Linked DNA regions of Mus musculus: all the other regions are linked to region 3. A link is a contact called in public HiCAR-type and promoter capture Hi-C data. All regions are on one chromosome and are shown on one strand. The core of a region is the stretch at or near the end of the contact, and the rest is flanking DNA. Distances in the headings are between cores, read along the strand shown.

What was found. Promoter capture Hi-C pulls out the DNA fragments that hold promoters and counts their contacts. HiCAR-type assays count read pairs that join an accessible place to other places.
Region 1: a contact with region 3 is called in a promoter capture Hi-C map of hippocampal neurons, with 4 times the contacts expected there. The contact joins the promoter of Nrip1 here to the promoter of Cxadr in region 3. A contact is called at or near these places in 2 of 39 promoter capture datasets (hippocampal neurons and liver).
Region 2: a contact with region 3 is called in a HiCAR-type map of astrocytes, with 3 times the contacts expected there. The contact joins the enhancer-like site here to the promoter of Cxadr in region 3. A contact is called at or near these places in 3 of 39 promoter capture datasets (the 3T3-L1 cell line, cranial neural crest and hippocampal neurons), 1 of 484 Hi-C or Micro-C datasets (cerebral cortex) and 3 of 115 datasets of contacts at active chromatin or transcription factors (astrocytes, embryonic forebrain and neural tube).

Annotation. Positions count from the first base shown.
Region 1 is chr16:76,371,317-76,374,385 of GRCm38.p6, reverse strand. Nrip1 (nuclear receptor interacting protein 1) reads left to right here and starts at 1,337. Exons shown (of 4, transcript NM_173440.3): 1 at 1,337-1,514.
Region 2 is chr16:77,235,773-77,238,674 of GRCm38.p6, reverse strand. No RefSeq gene overlaps it. Among named protein-coding and RNA genes, the nearest start is that of Gm31258, 65 kb to the left of the region's middle. Within about 2 kb of position 1,569, at least 101 of the 459 cell types and tissues checked have an H3K27ac peak or open chromatin away from gene starts, as enhancers often do. A contact at or near this core is called in astrocytes, cerebral cortex, embryonic forebrain and 1 more, where this site is marked.
Region 3 is chr16:78,300,406-78,303,318 of GRCm38.p6, reverse strand. It overlaps Cxadr (coxsackie virus and adenovirus receptor), which reads right to left and starts at 1,648. Exons shown (of 7, transcript NM_001025192.3): 1 at 1,445-1,648. The coding sequence starts at 1,487.

The DNA.
Region 1 (3,069 bases), core at 88-2,587, 1.9 Mb after region 3:
AAGGCAGGGATAGCACTTCAGAGTTTAGGGTGAATCGAAGATGTACTTTAGCCTTTTTTTTTTTTTTTTAATGTCAAACAAAAACAACTTCTGCAACCACAAGTCTTCCCGCAGGTAATTCTTTTCATGACTAGAGTCAAAAACAAACGAGACAGAGACATCTGGGGTAGGGGGAGCGTTAAAAGGAGGCTTCACAAGTAAGATATGAAGGGAGTAGAGAGAATAGGTTTTAAAAGCAGAAAACACAAGGCGAGGAAGAGATCATGGTTTCTTATTTTTCTCTCCTCCCTCCACTTTCTCGCCTCACCAATCTGTTAGCCCACCTCAAATTTAGAGGCGGGTTCAGCGAGACCAGGCTGCAGGAAACCCAAGTTTCCCTGCATTGCCACCCTGGCTATATGATGTAATTGTTATTTATTGAGACTCTGAACCCAGCAAGAGCTGCTTTAAAGAAGTGACAGCCCATCTCCTAGTCCTGTTGGGTCAGATCCTTCCTGGGGGTGGTGCAGTTTGGCGGGCAGACCCTGCTGGAGACTTCGCAGTGACAAAGCAGCAGAAGAGAAACCAGGTTCCTGGGTCCTGCGTCCGTCTAGGGAGCTAGCTGTGCACTCCTCAGGTCTCCTTTCCAGTTTTCCGCTTGGAATCATGCCATATTTATCACTGGGTCCTACTAGGTGCTGAGCATGGGGTCAAAATGACCTAGAGTTATACAGCGCCGCAGCTTCCGGGATTTGAGCGGGACACAGATTTTAAGGAGGTGGAAATTGAGGGTGGGTAAAGGGCGCCAAAAGAACGCGTGTTTGTGGGGTGAAACGGGAGAAAGGGAGACACTTAAGGTGCCAGCACGTAGGCTGGGGAACCTGGGGTAGGATTAAGGTGCCCCGACGCCCCTGTGGTGCCCCCAGCGTTTGCCCCGGCACGGGTGACATGGGCGATCGCCTGGCCCCTAGCGGGGAATCTGTCCAGGCGGCTGGCTGGACGGGGCTGGGAAGCCAGGGCGCCGGCTCGGGAAGCACAGCACCCCCTCCTTCTCCGGGTCCAACCGCGTCCTCTCTCTGCCTTCAAGGCCGATCAGTCCCGGACCCCCACCCGGAGCACCGGCGAGGAGGCCTGCAGACGCCCGGTGGGCTCCCCGGCTCCGCCGAGCCTCCGGGTGCGCGCTCGGCCCGGGTGACAATGGGAGGGAGGGGCAGAAAAGGGTTAAGAAACTTGGCTGAAGAGCTGAATGGCGTGGAGCAGCGAGGGGAGGGACCCGGCCGCCGCGAAGTCGGCGGCGGAGGGAGGAGCGCGGCTGCGGCGGGCGGGCGGCGAGCGAGGCGCTCAAAGTCAGCCTCGCAGACATTGCAGCAGAGCCCCGAACTCGGGAGGCGACGGCGACCGCGGCGCAGGCGGAGGACGAGCCGGCCCCAGCCCGCCCGAGCGCAGCGCCCGTGGCCTCGCGCGGCCGCAGGGCACGGCTAACCTGGGAAGGAGGGAGCGACGCGGATCGGCGGCCCGGAGCCGCGGCGGCCTCGGTGAGTGGCAATCGCGGCCCGGGCTCCGTGCGGAGCTCGCGGGAGCGGACGCCGCGCCGCCCGGGCACGGCCTGGGTGCGCGGCCCGTGGAGGCGGCGGAGGCCGGGGGAGGCCCGCGGGGAGCTCCGGGAACACGGATCCCGGGGACAGCCCTCCGCCGCGCCCCGCTCCGGCTCTCCCCTGGAACTCGCGGGCCCGGCCGGCGCAGCCGCCAAGTTGTGGAGTTCCCAGCCGCGGGCTCGTCCGTGCCAGCCTTGGCGCGAGGGGCGCAGCCGCCCTGGGTGTTCTGCGCCGGGACCCACGCGGGTGGCCGGGTCGCGGGGCCCCGGTCGAGCTCGCCCGCCCAGCTGCCCCCGTTGGCCCCGAGCCCCGGGCGCTGGCTGCCGCGCCGCTCGGTCCTGCCGCCCAGCGGTGCTCTCGGTGGCGCCCGCGCTGCTCCCCGCCTATCGCTGCCGTCTCCCTTGCGCGGTGCTCGCCGATCCCCGGCCGGGAAAAGTGACTCGGAGAAGGGGCAGCACTGAGCCCCAGGCCCGGCCTGCTGGGCACGAGCTCCCCGCTTGCCGAGGGAGGGCGAGGCTCCTTGCACCCGAGGCCTCAGCCCAGTTCCCCCAGCATCCGAGAGGGGGTTCACTCGCATGAGCCTGGTAAAGTCCGGGGAGACCGCTCTCCTCTCTGGTGCCACTGTCCTCCTTTAATACTATTGTTGTTAGAAGAAACCCTCTAGCGTGCAAACATTCCCCAGACCCTCCTATCCCTTTCCAAAGTACTTTCCAAATTTTAATCAGGAGTTGATATTCAGACTGAAGGAACAAAGGAATCCACTGTGTTTAAAAGGCGGACAGGCAGAGAGTCTGACACATGTTGATCTCTAAGGCATTCCAGGAGTTTCTACCTTCCATCATGTCAGTAATTTAACTGGATTCTGGAGGTCGTAAACGAAAAACGGAACGTTAGGTAATTTCACGTTAAAATACTTTGTCGTCGTCGTTGTTGTTTTAATTAATGGGTCATTTTAGTTGGGGGAAAGTCCGGACATGATTAGGTGCAAGAACTTTTAACTCATTTTTTTGTGGCACCAGGCTGGAGTTTGTCTGCTCATGTAAGCTGATTGTGACACTGAAGGAAAACCGTGTTTTTAGAGAAAGAGAGACAGACTAAAAGTAAACCAAGATTGGCATGTCTGTCTGTCTGTCTGTGTCTGTGTATACGAATACATGCTTAAATGATGTGTGGTCTGTGTTTCTTGGGTTTTGTAAAGCAGGGGCTTTAGTAATTCTTTAAAGTTATGAATTACATTGAACCCGCTTATTAGTGAATCACAGGTTTAGCAAGTGGGCGGCATCTTCCAGATGCAATTATCCAGTGTTTAATCATCAGGTTGCCACCTTTGTCTAAGAGTGAAATAAGTCGACTTTTTAAACAAACGGTGCTTCCTATGCACGGCCCCTAAGAGTGGCTGCTGTCTGGAGTATGTTGAAATCTTCCACTTCCAAGTGAGTTGCCCTGGTTTTGCCCAGCAGTTTGGTAATATCCAACAGGGTTTAATTGATTCAGG
Region 2 (2,902 bases), core at 320-2,819, 1.1 Mb after region 3:
GGATCTGCAGCAGGGGAGCTCATGACTGATTCAGGACAGTCGCCCCCTGAATACAGATGACGGGATGACGGAATGCCTCATGAATTAAAAGGGCCATGGGCTTCTTGTCTAAACCCTTCGTGTGGCTATGCCTATCATTGTGCTCGCTAAGCTTCTTTTAAAAAACCGTGCACAGTTATGACACCTTTGTTGGTGTATTTTAAAATTCCATGTCTTTGAATAATTATATCCAAAGCATTCCTTTAATAGAAAATAGACAATGGACTTTGGCTATCAGTTCTAGACAACCACATGCTTTTCATGGCAACAACGCATGGAATATATGAATTAAGAGAAATCACACTAAAGTCTGTCCCAGTTTCAGTCTTTGGGCATCTGTAAAGCAAATAGAAATCTTCTCAGACCACATGTTTCAGACTTTTTAAGCCATCTATCGAACAAAGTGTGTTATCCTGACCAACAAAACACAAATGTGCGAGACAACATTGTACTTCCAAATGTCTTTCCGTAGATAAATGAATTCCTTCGTGACTATGATTTCATTTGCTCAACTCTGGTTATATAATGATCCCATAAATTCACTGGAGGTATTGAACTATAAATGGAGAGCAGGCATTTTCAGAGAAACATTAAAGCAGCTGTTACATATTATGCCTCCTGAGAAACAAATGTCCCTGTCATATTCTGAAATAATATGTAAGCTGTTCCCTGCACTTCTTTTCAAGCTGGTTCTTGTATTCAGTATTTCTAGTAAATGGATGCAAATCAGGTGCATTGTGCTGCGATGGGAAGGGAGAGATTTGTTCAGAAATGACCTCAGTTCTATTCATTAATAAGATGACATGTTGGCTGAGAGCAGTGAAGGACAGAATAAAACAAGAGAGAACTTTCCTCCATTTGACAGATGTACATAGAGCTTTTTCTTGGAGAAAGCACTGTATGTAAAATGGCCACTACAACATAAAATCTAAAAACGTGAAAGGGACCTCCAAGATGCAGATTGCTTGGAAAAAAAATCACAACGTCCATGGCAGCATACCCCCCCCCCATTCCCTATTACATTGTACAGCAACTTGGAGAAAACACGTATTTCATTGAGAGGGGGCATCTAATAAACAAAAGTTTGGGATTTTTTTTCTGAGAGTTTTTTTTTTTCTTTTTAAGAAGGAGAAGATAATATATGCAAGACCCAACCAAGCAAAATAGCATTGTACTTAGAACCACTTCTGTTACTGCAGACATCAGTTGGAGACTGGGTAAGAGCTACCAGGAAGAATGTAGCCACATTTTCACATAGCGATTTAAATTATGCCACCAGAATAATTAATGGAAGGACTAATCTGGGGGAGGGGAGGGTAATAGGAAAAGGGGGAAGGCTATGTTAAACAAAGTTCATTACTGCATGATGTAAATGAGTTTCTCACCAATGATGTCACTGATTGGCTGAGCTGCAGGACTGGCTTCGAGCATGGCCGGATTGGCTGCTAGCTCTTCTGGTGCCTGCCTGCTTGGGCAGCGGTTGAATCAGATACTTTCTGTCTCTCTTGTTGTCGTTTGAAGCAAATCTTGTTCAGCCCAGCTGTGTCTCCATAGTAGTGGCACCCTAAGAGAGGCTCGCCCTCCTGCTTCCCACAGCTCTTCTGTGAGGCCGTCGTTGCTGTGTGAATACCAGCCCTTGGCACGAAGCCCAGACAGCGTTCTCAGATCCGTCTATAACACACACATACAAAAAAGAAAAATAAAAGCAGGTCTTTCATCTGAATTGCATCCTAAGGAGGATTAAGGCTTCTATTGCTACTGATTTGTGTTCTTTCAATTTGATGGTTAAAATCGTTTTTGAAACACAGTATCTTCTCATCTGCAGCAGAATACTATTGGTTAAAATTGGATAAAAAAAAAAGATGAGGGAATCCCCCTTTTCCCATGTTTACCTTGATTACAGAAACATACTTCTTCATTTTCTTCCTAATCACCATAACTGATGCTTTTGGTCCCCTACTAGAATTTTAAACTCTCAGCAGATTTCTAATTACAGCCGAGTCATTATTTTCAGGTTAAGACATGGGATCTTAATTAGCATTCTTTTTTTTTTAGCTATGCGAAATGAGACAGGGCATGAAGCAGAGATGATCTATGGAGAGGGAGAGAGGGAGAGGGGGAGAGAGAGAGAGAGGAAGGACAGAGAGAGAGAGAGAGAGAGAGAGAGAGAGAGAGAGAGAGAGAGAGAGAGAGAGAATCTGTATAGCTTTTACAGTTGAGCTGATACCCCCTCTAAGCTCTCCCTCCACCACCACCTCCACCACCCCCCTTGCAAAATAATGCAGTCATATGAACTTTACCAGACAATGGAGTACCTACAGGCTCTCCCCTAGACAAGTCCTTTATAACAAGCCAGTGCTATGTGCTGCAGACAGTAGCCAATCGGCAGGCTCCTTTCTGCAGCAGGGACACAATAGGTGCATTGGCCACACTGTCCTCCTAGACCCTGACAGCAGTTCAGGTTCATTTATTGTACACTGGAAGGCACATATGTCTTTAATATTCACTGTGAAATTATCAGTGTGGCTGTCTTCATTCCACTGTGATTACACCAATCTAATTACTGCGCAAAAGCTGCAGGGGCACCGCTTGCACTGAGTGACGCATAGGCATGTATGCAGAAAGAATATGCACGAACATGCTTGCTTACTTCAGGAATAAAAATCCACCGATTATTTCCTTCCCAAAGCTTAATGCTTCCTCCACAACACTTGGGTGAATATAGACATCATTTTCTGCTTCAAAGGAAAAGTATGTGGTGTGTGTGTGTGTGTGTGTGTGTGTGTGTGTGTGTGTGTGTGTGTTGTGTGTGCATGATTTAAACATTAGTCTAGTTATTTATTGGTGTGAGCTGTGGAGGTAG
Region 3 (2,913 bases), core at 399-2,898:
AGCCTTAATGGAAAGAGTGACCACCAGAGAGGTATTTCAGAAGAGGAAGAGGGGGAAAAAGCATTACTTCATAAGAAAGAAAAAAGAGGAAGATAGTTCCCTGCATCCTCTTCATTCCTCCAATTTCTGCTTTGGATGTATTCAACTTCGGTTTGTTTTACCAAACAAAGGTGGGATTCACCGAGCAGACTGGTTCAACGACCCTTCCTGTTTTTCACAAGATTTAATTTCGAAATTTCAGCCAAGCCTAAAAGATCTGTATCCAAAAAAAAAGGTGGAGGTGGAGGCGGTGTGGTAGCCTCAGCTCCACAGATTAGACTTGTTAATAGAATGTTGATCCCATGAGTAATGTCCACAGCTGTGGCATCCAACAATGGAATTAACATTTCAGCAGGAAGCAGAGAGAGCCATCCCAGTAGAGCTGAGGCAGATCCAACAACCTTCCCAACTCCCGCAATCCTAAGCAATCCTCTTCGGAGGCTACGGTGTGTGTGCGCGTGCGTGCTTCCCAGAGTTGAACGTGTAAATCTTTTACATGACTCACTTGGCTCGAAAATTCCTCCAATTGCTTAGTATTAGGAAATGAGACCGACTTGTTAAAAACACACTTAGAAAAAGATTAATTTCTAAGTGCTAGAATGCGTATGCGTCCTGGGGTCCAGGCATTTTTTTTTTAATGCCTTATTTCCTGAAAGAGACGCTCTGCAGCTGAAAGATGTACTGGGCGATTTCTACCACCACACGCCTCACCACCTGAACGTCAATCATCATACAAAAAAAAAAAAAAAAAATCAACTTATTACAAACCCGGGCTAACTCCTCCCCAACAGCGATTTCAGACCTTCGGCTCCTAATACCTCGTCTCGGAGCTGCTGGGTCGAGCTAGCCTGTTCTTTGAGACTAAAAACCAGCAGCTTCGGTGCTTCTTTCCTAAAGGTAGCCAGGGCGACTGACACCGAACGGCTCAGTCTTCTCTCAAATAATGGCGTTGGTAATTCAGCCTCCCCGGCTTGGACTACCCGATACCTAAAAACTCGCAGCCCGGAGCTTGGAAATCGGGGAAGGCTGGCGGCACACAACACCCAGGCAGACGCGGGAAACAGACAAGGGCAGATAAAGCCAAATGGTCCCCAGGGTAAGCTGCCCTGGAGGCGCGCCCCACACGCCCCTGGGCGAGCCTCCGCCACCGCCACCGGACGATCGGGTCCCCGCTCCGCTGCCTCCCAGACGCCTCACGCCCCCTGCGCCGCTCCCGGGGACCGATGCATTCTCCGGGCTGGCGCGCGTGGTCCGGGGCAGATCACCCTGTGCATGGGTGCCCATCCGCCACTACCACGGCAGCGCCCCCCAAATTGAGCCGCCCCCTCCCCCCACGCCCCATTGTTCCCGGGAGGCCGCGAGCTGGGAGCGCAAGCGACTGGGACGGAGAGGTGCCGCAACTCACCCGCGATCCCGCACAAGAGCACGAAGCACAGTAGGCGCGCCATGGTAGCTGCCGGCCGGGTCGTGGCTTGCAGGTAAACGATCTCGGCTGGGAGCCCTGGTTTTCCCAGAGCCTGGTACACTCCCGACTGGCTCCCGGCGGTGGCAGCAGCGAAGGCACCTCTGCGCCCCGCCCCAGCTCGGCAGGTGAACGCGTCACTTCCGGCAGCACCCGGGAGCCCCTAAGCAAGAGCCCACAGTGTTGGCGCCCTGGGGTTGCCATGGAAACTGGGATCAGCCCGCGTCCCACCCCCCCTCCCCACCCCCACTCCCCTCTAAGGAACCTTCCAGTCCCAGCGGTCTTGCGCGCTGTACACCTGCTTGCGCTAGCAGCCACCTCCAGCTCTCCCGACTCCTGGTTAAATCGCTTTGTGAGCTGGGAAGCAGCGAGCCAGTCTCACTGCTGAAACAGTCACGCCCTCCTCCCCAGAGCCCAGCTCCAGGCCGGAATTGCTCCCTCTCCCTAAACCTTGAGCTAGGTTTCTTTCGACACACCACTAGCCAGCAGTCACCGCATCCTGTGGTCAGGGGTGGGGACCTCCTGGCACCCGTGTTTCCAAGGGCGATCAGAGAGCCCCGCCAATATCTTGCCTTCTTTTTGAATGGCTAGGTTCCTATTGAAGGCTCAGGAGAGGCTTTTCTTCCGCCCCTGTATACACTAGACCTATAAATTGAGGCGGCAGGTTTAACAAATACTTGGGGCTTTTCTCCTCCTTGCGATTATGAGTCGTTCCAGCCCTGAAGTTAGCCCACAGGGACAAAAGAACTTTAAAAGTGGGACCGGTTGGGGATGGCTAAGTGAACGGGAGTGGCTCTTGGAAATTAGGAATTTGAAAAGCCAGTGCAATCCCGCCCTGCAGCTCTCCCAAGCTGTTATCCTCAGACTTGCCTTTGCTAACTATTCTTGGTTGCTCTTCCCAGATTTTTTTTTTAACTGTTAGAAATGTTGAAATTCACAAGAGCCCCATATTAGGAGGTAGAAAACAGAAGAAACCAGCGTAATGGCCAAGAGTTAGGGGTCTTGGTGGGCAAGTTATTTAGAAGTGAAAGTGAAATCGTGCATTAAAAAAAAAAATGCTTGGTAGGTCCAGAGATGGCTCAACAGTTAAGAGCAATGGCTGCTCATCCACAGGTCCCGAGTTCAACTCCCAGCAACCACATAGTGGCTGGCTCACAACCATCTGTAATGGGATCAAGTACCCTCTTCTGGTATATCTGAAGACAGCGACAGTGTATTCAAATATATAAAAATAAATAAATCTTTTTTAAAAAATGCTTGCCCCCCCCCCCACAGAGCACATAGTGCTCAGCAAGTAGGGACTAATAAAGGAATATTGGGAATGCCTTGTTGCTTGTTGAACCAGAGAAAAGAGAGAAGGCAGGTGTAGGGGGTGATAGGGATGTCCCCACAGGCTCATATATTTAAATGCT